2 separate regions of the Sminthopsis crassicaudata genome follow, and region 2 is linked to region 1. Evidence: chromatin contacts called from public Hi-C data. All regions are on one chromosome and are shown on one strand. The core of a region is the stretch at or near the end of the contact, and the rest is flanking DNA. Distances in the headings are between cores, read along the strand shown. Region 1 holds the start of TSPAN5 (tetraspanin 5). Region 2 holds the start of EIF4E (eukaryotic translation initiation factor 4E).

The links. A called contact is a pair of places that touch in the nucleus more often than the background predicts.
Region 2: a contact with region 1 is called in a Hi-C map of hippocampus, with 3 times the contacts expected there. The contact joins the promoter of EIF4E here to the promoter of TSPAN5 in region 1. A contact is called at or near these places in 2 of 2 Hi-C or Micro-C datasets (fibroblasts and hippocampus).

The regions. Positions count from the first base shown.
Region 1 is chr6:146,625,166-146,630,445 of ASM4859323v1, reverse strand. It overlaps TSPAN5 (tetraspanin 5), which reads left to right and starts at 3,317. Exons shown (of 8, transcript XM_074273059.1): 1 at 3,317-3,450. The coding sequence starts at 3,370.
Region 2 is chr6:146,900,073-146,905,352 of ASM4859323v1, reverse strand. It overlaps EIF4E (eukaryotic translation initiation factor 4E), which reads left to right and starts at 2,333. Exons shown (of 9, transcript XM_074275427.1): 1 at 2,333-2,347; 2 at 2,721-2,919; 3 at 3,865-3,911. The coding sequence starts at 3,894. LOC141547080 (a long non-coding RNA gene) reads right to left here and starts at 2,768. Exons shown (of 2, transcript XR_012483500.1): 1 at 2,664-2,768; 2 at 1,895-1,982.

The sequences.
Region 1 (5,280 bases), core at 2,068-4,567:
GGACTAGCTTTCAGTAAAACAAAGATGATGGAAAGACAGCATTCAGGTGGCATTCTCAGGTTGCACTCACATCCAGGTTCATGTTTTCTTGCAAAGTCATCAATTAAAATGTTCCTTTGCTGAACCTTTGAGTGAAAGATTCTCAGTCATTCTTGAGTCAATTAGGTTTGTAAAACAAGGTACCATGTAAGTCAGGGACTCTAGGCTGAATAGTTTCAAAGGGATACTGTGGAGATGAGTTCCCATAGTTACCTAGCAGTCTGTAGTAACAGCCAACTGGTCCTTTCAAACGTTGTACTTGATGCATTTGTTAACAGTTTGGGCTGCTGCTTTTTATCCAATCAGGTGAATGAACCCTTGGGATGGGTCCAGTCAAAGTGAAAGGGGAAAGATAGGAGTGTCTGGGTAGGACTCCCCCTTGAGTCAAACTGACTGTTTGAATTTTGCAGAACTAGAGAATAAACATTGCAGACCTGTGCTTTTGCTAACCCAATACACTATTTCGAAGGAAAATTGGTGAGGAGAATAGCTTTAAGGGGAAGGATGGGCAGAAGACTTATGAGAAGTCTAACACCCTGTGTAGTTTCTTTGGTCAAACTCATGGTCTCTCAAAGCTGGATGCCCTTCAGCTGCAGCATTTTACTGGCTTACTAGTCCTTTGATAAAGAAGGAAACCAATAACCTCTAAGACAACCACAGATGATGTTCTGACAAAAGTGCTTTAAATTAAGAATCTCATGGTTAGGGCCAAGATTTTTTCCCTTGGCTAGTCTTTCCTATATGAAATACTAGCTATATTTCATATATATGAAGATGATTCAGAGCATGCCTTTTGCAGCATTTTCCCCTAGAAGTGTTGAAGGATTTTCTGTGATTCAGCCTGGTATTGAAGGGAGAGCTCTGGGAGCTTCAAGTATGGCTTCTGACACTACTTCTCCAGAGCAATGGCGCTTGGGTCAAAAGATGAGGGCACAAATCTCACTCTTATGCTCACTACATATTTGACCTTAGGCAAGTCATTCAGTCTCTGTGGCCTCAATTTCCTCTTCTGTAAAATGCAGGGGTCGGTCCAAATGGCCTCAAGCTTCTTTCCAGCTCTAATTGTATAACTTGGGGTTGGTTTTTCTTTTGAGAACTGCCTTGTCCAGCATCTTTGTTCTCTAAGGTATAGAATGCAGTCTGTGTCAATGAATGTAAAAGGACTTAAATTGGGGAGGAAGGTGGATGTAATAGGATGTTACTCCAATGCTGTTTTTTGAGCCCCTTAATTTTTCATTCAACTTTCCAGCAGCTGGAAGGTCTTCCCAACCGCCCTCTCCCCTTTCCTAAAGGATTTTAGATGAGAATAGTTCACATGAAATGATAGGTTGAGAACTGGGAAAGACCTTAAAGCTCCTCTAGTCCCAATGCCCTTAATTTACAGACGAGGGAACTAGGCCAGAGGGATAGTGACTAGCCTATTTATGGTCACACAGACAGGATTTGAACTCAGGTCTTCCTGACTCCAAGACCAGTGTCCTTTTCACCAGGCCACATTGCTCCATGTTGAGGACTGGAGTGGTCTGTTACTTGATTTCTGACCTGGGACCTTTGCAACCCCGAGAGACACTTTCCAGCCCACTCTCTTCCTGCGGGAGAGTAAACCTCGGAATGGTCAGGGTTTCCCGGTGACACACCAGATTCCTTTGAAGACTGTAACTGGGCCCATTCTCAGGGAGGCCACCCCAAGTTCAGGAAATGGGCCACTTCCTTTAAAACCATCAAGAATCATTAAGACTTCTGGTGCCCTCTACAGAGTCTTTTGTTCCTAATGTTGCCAACGTGCCAAACCCAGCCAGAATCCGCACCTCGTCCCCACCCCCACCCCAGTTCCTTATTTCTCCATTGGGCCAGCTCTCCAATGCAGGTAATTTTCTCGGACCCGGATCATTTTTTCCCCCAGGTAATAGGTTGAAGTCTCCCAGGAGAAAATCAGTTGGTTATCTTTGTTTCCTAAATGGACAACTCTTTCCTCTGGAAGCCTGCTTCCTTCTGAGCGAAGCAAACGGTCTTTGTGTCTCGGATTTTGTCTCCTTCCCCTCCCCCCTTCCAGCCGCCCCCGTCGCCTTTCACGCGAAGTCCACCCGTACTTACACCTCCTGAAGGAGAAGTGAAAGGGACACTTAGTCTTTGCCTCTCCTTTTGGGATGAGGCCTACAAGGCTCAAGCAACTTACTCAAAGTTCTACACCCAGTACATAGCGCACGGACCTTCGGGGCCGGGGCTCCCCTGCCATTGCAGCACTGCTCCCTCCCGGCCCGGCCCGAGCGGCCACCTCCGCGTGCATCTCGCCCCGCAGGACTAGAGCGGCGGCTAGAGCAGGGGGCGGTGCGCGGGGCGAGCGAGCCAATGTATGTGTACTGATGTGTGTGTGAGCGCGCACCGTTTGCAAAGGTGACCGCAGGGGAGCCCCGGCGCCCACCCCTCCTCCCCCTTGGGCTGTGCTGGGGCAGGAGCGCGGACGCCGCCAGTCTCCATCGGAAAGGCCGGCGGCCTCCGCGGAGTTCCCCAGCCCCCCTCGGCTCTCTCAGCAGCCCCGATCGTAGGGAGATAGGGTCCGTCCGCCCCGCCCCAGCCCCACCTCCCTCCTCCGAGGGGCGGGGAGAAAGGCCGCGGGAGGGAGGGCCCAGGCGGCGGTGGGAGGCCGCAGCACGGAGGAGGAGGAGGAGGAGGACACGTTATTGTGTCAAAGGGGCTCGGGTGCTCTCCGGTGCTTGTGTGTGGATGCGGGAGTGTATGCGCGCGCGCGCGGGTCTCCCTGGGTCCCCTGGCCGCTCCTCTCGGAGGAAGGGCGAGCGCGGGCGAGCCGGTTCCCACGCAGCATCCCTTAGCCGCGGGCAGGCAGCAGCGCCGGCCTGACGGACAGACAGCCAGCCGCGGGACGCCGTGCGCCCCTCGGAGAGGGAGCCGCAGCGGCAGCAGCTGCAGAGCCGGGGGCAGGGGCCGGACGGCTCGCCGGGGAGCCCGAGATCCGAGCCCTCTGTCGGTGTGCTCGCCGCCGCCACCGCGGAGGCTCAGCGCGGCAGCCGGGGCCTCGGTGCGGGAGAGAGGCGGGCTGAAGAGCGGGGGAGACCGTCAGCCCCGAGCAGTGCAGCCCCGCGCTCCGAGTCCGCTCCTCGGCGCCCAGCTCGGTCACCGTCCTCCCGCCGCTGCCGCCGCCTCCTCCTCCTCCTGCGGCAGCCGAGCCCGCCGCCGCCGCCGCTTTCGAGCCGAAGCGGTCGCGTCGGGGGCTGCAGCCGGCCCCGGTGTGGGGAGCTCGCGGTCGCGTCGGGGTGCTCGGAGGGCTCCGAACTCTGGCTGCCCAGGAAAGTGCCTTCATGAACCCAGAGGATGTCCGGGAAGCACTACAAAGGTCCTGAAGTCAGTTGTTGCATCAAATATTTCATATTCGGTTTCAATGTTATTTTCTGGGTAAGTTGTGTCGCGGTTGTTGTTATCCTCGCGGCGCGGTGGCGGCGATTTTATTCTCGGCGGTTGCCCCGAGTGCTTTTTTACTTTTCCCCAAACCCCCGGGCTCTCTCCTCCTCTTCCCCGAAGCGAGAAGAGGCGCCCCGGCCCCTAGCGTCTCCTAACTGCTCCGAGTGAGGAGGCTGCATTTATTCCTTTGTAGGTGGGGGGCGGGGGATGGGGAAGAAAGAACTAAGAAAACTGAGATGCCAAGGCAGCTCCCAGGCCTCGGATGGTCCCTGGGAAGGGAGGAGAGGGAGCTATTGTTGGGATAAAATGAGATCAAGGCTTCGGCAGTTCGGGACAATGAGCCGCGACACGGAATAGATTTGTTCCCATGGGACACCGATGGTGTGCGTGGCTGGGGTGAGAACAGGGCAGCTTAGCCATGCAAAGCAGCCTCCCCGAAGCCCACCTTTGTGAGAGGGAGGTGATTGGACCGCGGCTCTTCTGCCGTACGTTCCGGAGGCTATCTGCCTGCTCCATCACGGGCTTTTGTGTATGGGTGATGCGGCTGGCGTGGTTCGGAGTGCACGGGATGCGATATGTACATAACAACACTTCCAGCGCATTCCTTCCAAGTCTCGTTCCGAAAAGCATTTTGCATAAGGGCCCGTTTGTGGGCGTGGATGGTGGGGAAGATTTATTTTTGTATCTGTCATTGTCAGAACAATAACTAGTAATCATCAACATGGATCTCAGTCTAGTTCCTCTATTCTTAGCCTCGTGTCTTTCGTCTTTCTCTGAGTGATGAGTTAAAGTGTTTTTTTTTTTTTTTTTTTGTTTGTTATTTTGGCTGGACGAAGAAATGTAAACCAGGAGGTGTGCTAGATTGAGAAATAAAGCAAAAGCTTGAATGCCATTTCGCGTCTTTGTTTTTAAACCTCCGCAATGTTAAATAATGGAATGATGTCTGTTTTTTTTTTTTTTTTTTTTTTTTTTTCTGAGCTCACTAATGCTTCTCAGCAATCAGACAAAGAGTTTCTCCGGACCTGGGAGACACAGGTGTTTCATTTCTTCCCCCCCTTACCTCCTTTCTGCACTTCACCCACTCCCCCACGAGGAAAAGTAAAAATGGTGGCTCGGGGGTTTTCCAGCAAGTTGTTGCTGAGTGCAAGTTTAAAAGTCCCCCTAAAAAGGAGATGATGTAGAATGATTAAATCAAGCCCAAAGAATCCAAACATGAGCATCCGTTCAGTCTCACATTTTTTTTTTAATATTCACAGGAGCAAATATCAATCCTTGAGAAATGTTTTCAGAATTCTTTACTGCTATTTCCTTTGTTGTCTTTTCCTAATTTTAAATTTCATTTAAAAAAACCTGTTTTCTTTTTTACATGTGTCGCATTGAGAACACATGTTTTGCAGAGTGAAACAGGATTGGAGAACACTTTCTGTACCATCTTGCCATCTGCCCTCAGGACTGATGAATAAGATTAGGAGGATGGGTGAATAAATATAATAAACAGTCCAGTACTGCTTTTGTGGGTGATTGATTGCACATAACTGGTGTTCTTGTCAAACAATCTCCTATTTTCTGGGATTACCACCAAGCTTCGAACTTAAAGTAGGCTTATTTTTCATGGGAAGAAACATGTTTCCCTCTTTCGCCCTTTTTCTTTCCCTCACACTATTCAGTTTTCTGTCTGAGTTGTTCTAAAGGTATCGATAATGACTTTTTTGGACATAGTTTTAATTGCTGGGGACTGGACCCAGGCTGGTAGCATGAGCTGATAATCTTGTCTTGTTTTGAACACAGACAATATAATATATAATCCAATAAAATTCAGCTACC
Region 2 (5,280 bases), core at 1,084-3,583, 280 kb before region 1:
TTTGCAGTCCTCAGGTTAAGGTAGGAGAAAACAGGAATAATGAGCTTTTATCTCCCAAAGCAGTCCTTTCCACTTTTGCTTTGCTCTCATTGTCAGAAGTTTTTCTGCATAAAAACCTAACCTTTTTTACAATACCCATGCGCTGCTCCCAGTTCTCAGAACAAACTTAAACCATCTATATGACAGGCTTTCAAATACTTAGGTAATTGCCATGCCCTTACTGTCTTCTCTTTTCCAAGAAAATATTTTTCAAATGGCCTTTACTATCTTAAGCTGCCCCTTTTCCAATCCCTCAACAGTTTAATGCAGATAAAGTGATAAAAGGTGAAAAAAGACTGTCAAGAGATCCTGGGTTAAACTCTTAGCTCTGCTGGTTATTTATTATTCCCTGTGATATTGGGAAAGTAATTTCTCTCTGATCTTCATTTGTAAAATAAGACTAATTCATCTTCATCTATCTCCCAGCTCTTATGTTTGACCTTATCCTATGTCCTTCTTCCTAAAATGTCATGTCCAGAATGAAATACCATCTCTACAGATACTTTAACAGGGCAGAACACAATGGGACAATTATCTACTTATTCATGTGTCTTTTGTCATACATCTCTCAAGAATGATTTCACTTCTTGGCTGGGATATGGCACTGTTAAATCCTATTAATTGAATTTCCAGTTAAATAAGTCCCCTAGTTTCCCCTCCCCCTGTCCCCACATGAAATACTGCTTGGCCATTCCTCCCCATATCTTCTATTTGTATTTTTTCTACCCATATTAGACTTCACATTTATTAAGATTCAACCCAGTGTTCTAGCCCATCCAAGTTTTTTGGAATACTGATTAACATCCAGTCCCAATTAACTATTCCTACCATCTCTGGGTCAGCCATTTGTTTGACAAATATGCCAACCTGCTGATGAAATTCTTGGGGGATAACACTGAAGATTTCCTCCTAAAATGACATAAAGCCATTAATGCTGACTCCTTGGGTTCAGCTATTAACCATCTATAAATTCTTCATTTTGTCATATGGTTACATCTCTCTCCATCTTTTCCATAAGAATAGCAGGCCAAATCCTTTGTTAAAACCTACATAAACTATAGCTACCATTTTAATAGCTTAATAAACTTGATTTAAAAATAGGAAATGAGCTTAGTTTGGCATGACCTGTTTTTGATGATGCTATGATGACTCTCTGGGGTCACTCTTCCTTCTAGATGAATTTTAAGATGCTTGAAATAATTTAGGAAACTGAGCTAGGCAAATGATCGTAGGTTCCTTTCAGCTTCAACATTCTAACTGCTCTTTTATGTTTCTGAAATTGTTCACAACTATTATATAAGAGGACTCAGTTATCTGAGTAACTGAGGAAATGAGATTTAGTAAGAAATGCAAGATATTCCCTTAGGAAATTTTTGGAAATTACTTCTAAAATAAGCAGTATGTTTAAAGAGCAACACAGTAGCAGATACAGTCCATCAAACTGTAAACAGTTAAGTCAAGGTAACTAGGAATATAACCTTTTATGACCTTGGTTTTGTCTGGAGGTTATCAAAAAAGAATTGATAAATCAACATATGTATTTAATAGCCAATCTTTCTGAGATAAGATGCTACAATGGGAACAAAAGGAACAGGTATCAACTGCTTTTTGACAAACTTTATAATACACTGAAATTACTTTTAATATACTAAATACAAAACTAAAAATACATTCAAGAAAACACTCAAATTCAATAAATCCAGTTGTAAAGAGCTTGCTATAGACATAAATACCAGGAAGATGGTGTAGTGACTAGAAACTGATCTTTTTGTCAAGAAATGTGAGCCGAGCCCCGCCCCTTCCCCAATGGAAAGAGGATCTGGATTCAATAAAGGATATGATTAACACCAAAGTCTTTGTAAAAAGCTTTATTACATGAACTGAGTTAAATTTTTCGGGCAGTAGAAAATTTCCATTTTTGCTTCAGACTCTTCCTCTGGTTCCTATAATAAAGTCTGGTATTATGAAAAATAGCCTTATGTGTTTTGCAAGAAGATAGTTTGATACTATCAAAAAGAAAGCATCAGTTAAAATCAAGTTACTGCTTTGAACATTTTAAACAAGAATTGTATCTCATACCAACAATAATCTTTTTATTTTCTCACAACCTTTGTGAAATATATCTATACAAAGTGGAAGCTCGATATATTATCTCTGACACTCAAGGTCAATCTATATATTAAAAGATTATGACTTTGGGGCTCATGGAAAGCCCCAATTATGTGTAAGCCAATTCAACTTCCATTATGCACTCAACAATAGGTAATATGACACAGCCTTGGACATCAGCTTCAGTAACAGCAGACAGGTATATACTATAGTTTATAATTTTCTGAGACTATATTCTTAAAATCATGGGAAATAGTGGTGAGGAGGGTTGTTCCTCAAAAGGCCCTCTTGATAGCACATTAGATTTCTTTTTCTGTGCCTGTTTTATTAATAAACAGACCATGTGCAATAGCACCAACCTGGAAAATTATAGGTACCGAAAGTTACCAGCCAGGGGAGGGGATGAAGGATGAGAGATTAACCTGGGGTTGTGGGCATATTTCAAGTTGCTAACATTCTTTAAAATCTCACAATCTATTTCACTGAAAGTAACCTTTTGCTGAAGGTGAACTTACCTGGGGGGAGAGGGAGATTAGGCGTTGAAACCTCTTTTTTTTTTTTTTAATTATTAGGGAAATTCATGATTACATAGTCAACAAAAAGAGGGAAAAAAAATCCAACAGGTAGTTTGACAAAGCAGCAGGGGCGAGGACCCCGGCGCTTCCTCGAGAGGCCGCGGCTGCTTCCTCGGAAGCGGCATTTCTCCGGCCGGGGGCTCCTCACAGCCTGGGACCCGCTGGGACCGGCCGGGCCGCCGCGCGCCCTTGTGAGGTAAGTCATCTTTGGGCCACAGGCGGTGAAAAAGCGGAGGTCCCTGCAAGGCAGTCACTCGCCGAAGGAGCGTGAGTCAAGGTCCGGGGTCATTGTTAGCCAGGCCCCGCCACCCCGGGCCGTCAGTCCGGCGCTGGGTGACCAGGGCCGCCGGGTGCTGCTCCGGGGGGGGGGACTGACCTCAGGCGCCTGACGCGGCCGGACTGCGAGCACCGAGCTACGGGCCTCCGAAGCCCGACTGCCGCCCCCGCTGCTAGAGCCCGCTCAGGGCAGGTCGTCCCCGCCCCCGCGCAGGCATGGCCGGGAGGCGCCGGCGCTAGTCGCGCCCGCCCCGCGCCGCGCCGGCCGCACGTCCCCGCTGCTTCTTTCAGTTCACTAATAAATAAAAAAAGAGAATGAAGGCGGCAGTGAGGACCAGGGTGGCGGGAGGAACGAACGACTCCAAGTGAAGGCGGCCCCAGGGAGCCTTGCAGAGGCGCCCAGCCAATGAGGTTTCTTCCTGTGAGCTGAGCCCACGGGGACGATGGGAAGCCGGGGGAGCCGGGGGCCGGTGGCGCACGGGCAGCTGTGAGGCAGAGGAAGAACGCAAGACGGAGGAAACCCCCTCCCGCAGCAGTCTCATTTTCGCAGCCGGACCGAGCCCCACCCCTGCCTCACCTTCCTAACCCCACTCACCCGCCCGCAGCGCAGCGCCGCACCGTTTCCGTAGCCACGTGATCAGCCCTTCTCTTCCCAGCCTTCCTCCTCACTGGAGAGGAGGGGAGGGGAGGGAAGGGAGAGGAAAAAAAAAAAAAAAAAAGACTCCACTTCCCAGAAGCCCTCGGTTACCCACGCACCCGCCACCTTGCGCAGGCGCTGCCCGGGCCAAACGGACACGTTCGTCACGTGGGGGGGACCGGCCAATCCGGTTTGAATTTCATTTTTTTACTCTCACCCCCCCTTCAGGAGCGGTTGTCTGATCAGATCGATCTAAGATGGCGACTGTGGAACCGGTGAGTGTTGCCTTCGGCCCCCCCCCACCCCCTACCGGGTCCCCGCGCCCGGTTCCCCTGGGGCCCGGGAGACTCCGCGGGACGGCGCTCCCAGCGCGCACGCAAATCCTCGCCACCCCCTCCCCCTCTGTCGGGTGCTGACCCCCTGGTGGCGGCGGCGGCGGCTGGGGGCGCCGGGAGGTGGCGGCGGCGGCGGCGGCGTGTAGCGCACACATTCTAGTGGGGGCTGGCGAGACGAGAGGAGAGGTGGGGGAGGGGCGGCGGGGAGGCCGCGGTGGTGGGAGCGCGAGGTGCCCGGATGGGCGGAGGGGGGGAGGGGTACGGCTAAGGCCCGGGTGGGGAAGTTGTGGGACGCGGGGCTTGGGGGCCCTAGCTGGGGGGCGGCGGTGAGATCGGGTCTCTAATCGGGGTTGGCGGGCTAGGGGCGAGCGCATGAAGCTCGCTTGTGACGGGGGTCGAGATGAAGGGGGAGGTTGGTGGCAAGGCTTCGGGGAAGCCGGTCACCAGCTGCTGTCGGGGCTTGCGCTGGGTATCCGCGAGGTGTCGGGGGTTGGTGGGGAGGGCGGCGGCACGCGCGGATGGCCTGGACCGCGCCGGCCGCCGGGAGAAGGGGCGGGCGCCAGGGCTCGGGGAGCGCGCGAGAGCCGCTGGCCGGGGTTGGCGGCGCGTGGGGCCAAGGACTGGGGGGGGGGGGGGGGCCAGAAGGGGGAGCGGCTCCTAATCGCGTTTCGCGAAAGTAGCTTTTTGGGGGAAAGGAGAATGTGAGAGCTGGGACTCCCAGTAACACATTATCTTTGCCCCCCAGCGTTAAAGCCCGGGCTGTCACAGAGAAACTATGGAGAAGGGGGGGGGCAGTCGATGCCTTTACTGGGCCTACTTGACGTGCCGCCGGGGCCGGCTTAAGCTTCAGGATTTCGACTGCCCTCCATTCATTCATCCTTGGCCCCCGTTCTGCGCATTGCGCATGCCTTGGGAGGAGTGAGGAGGACGGAATCTTAGATTCCTCCGAGTCCAGATGGATTGAGAAATTTGCCCTTTTGGGCTGGGGAGGGCGGAACTTATTATAATATTGGGTCTTTTATTTCTTGCCGGTTCCTTCTCAATCTTAGTCTCTCCCTCTCCTCCCAAATCTATTTCAATCAGGCCTCATTTTAGATTGTGAGAAAACTGATCTAGGGTAGGAAATGTACTGCATTCTCCCCCTATCCCCCCAAAGGGAGATTGAAACTTGTGTCACAATGTGGAGCTTGCCATCTGCCCTATTGGCTGAAACCTCTTAAAGCCCCTACGTGGCAGTTTTAAATCCATATAACAGAGACACTAAAGCACTTCAGTGATAATTGAACTATCAGTCTTATAGTAAATAATT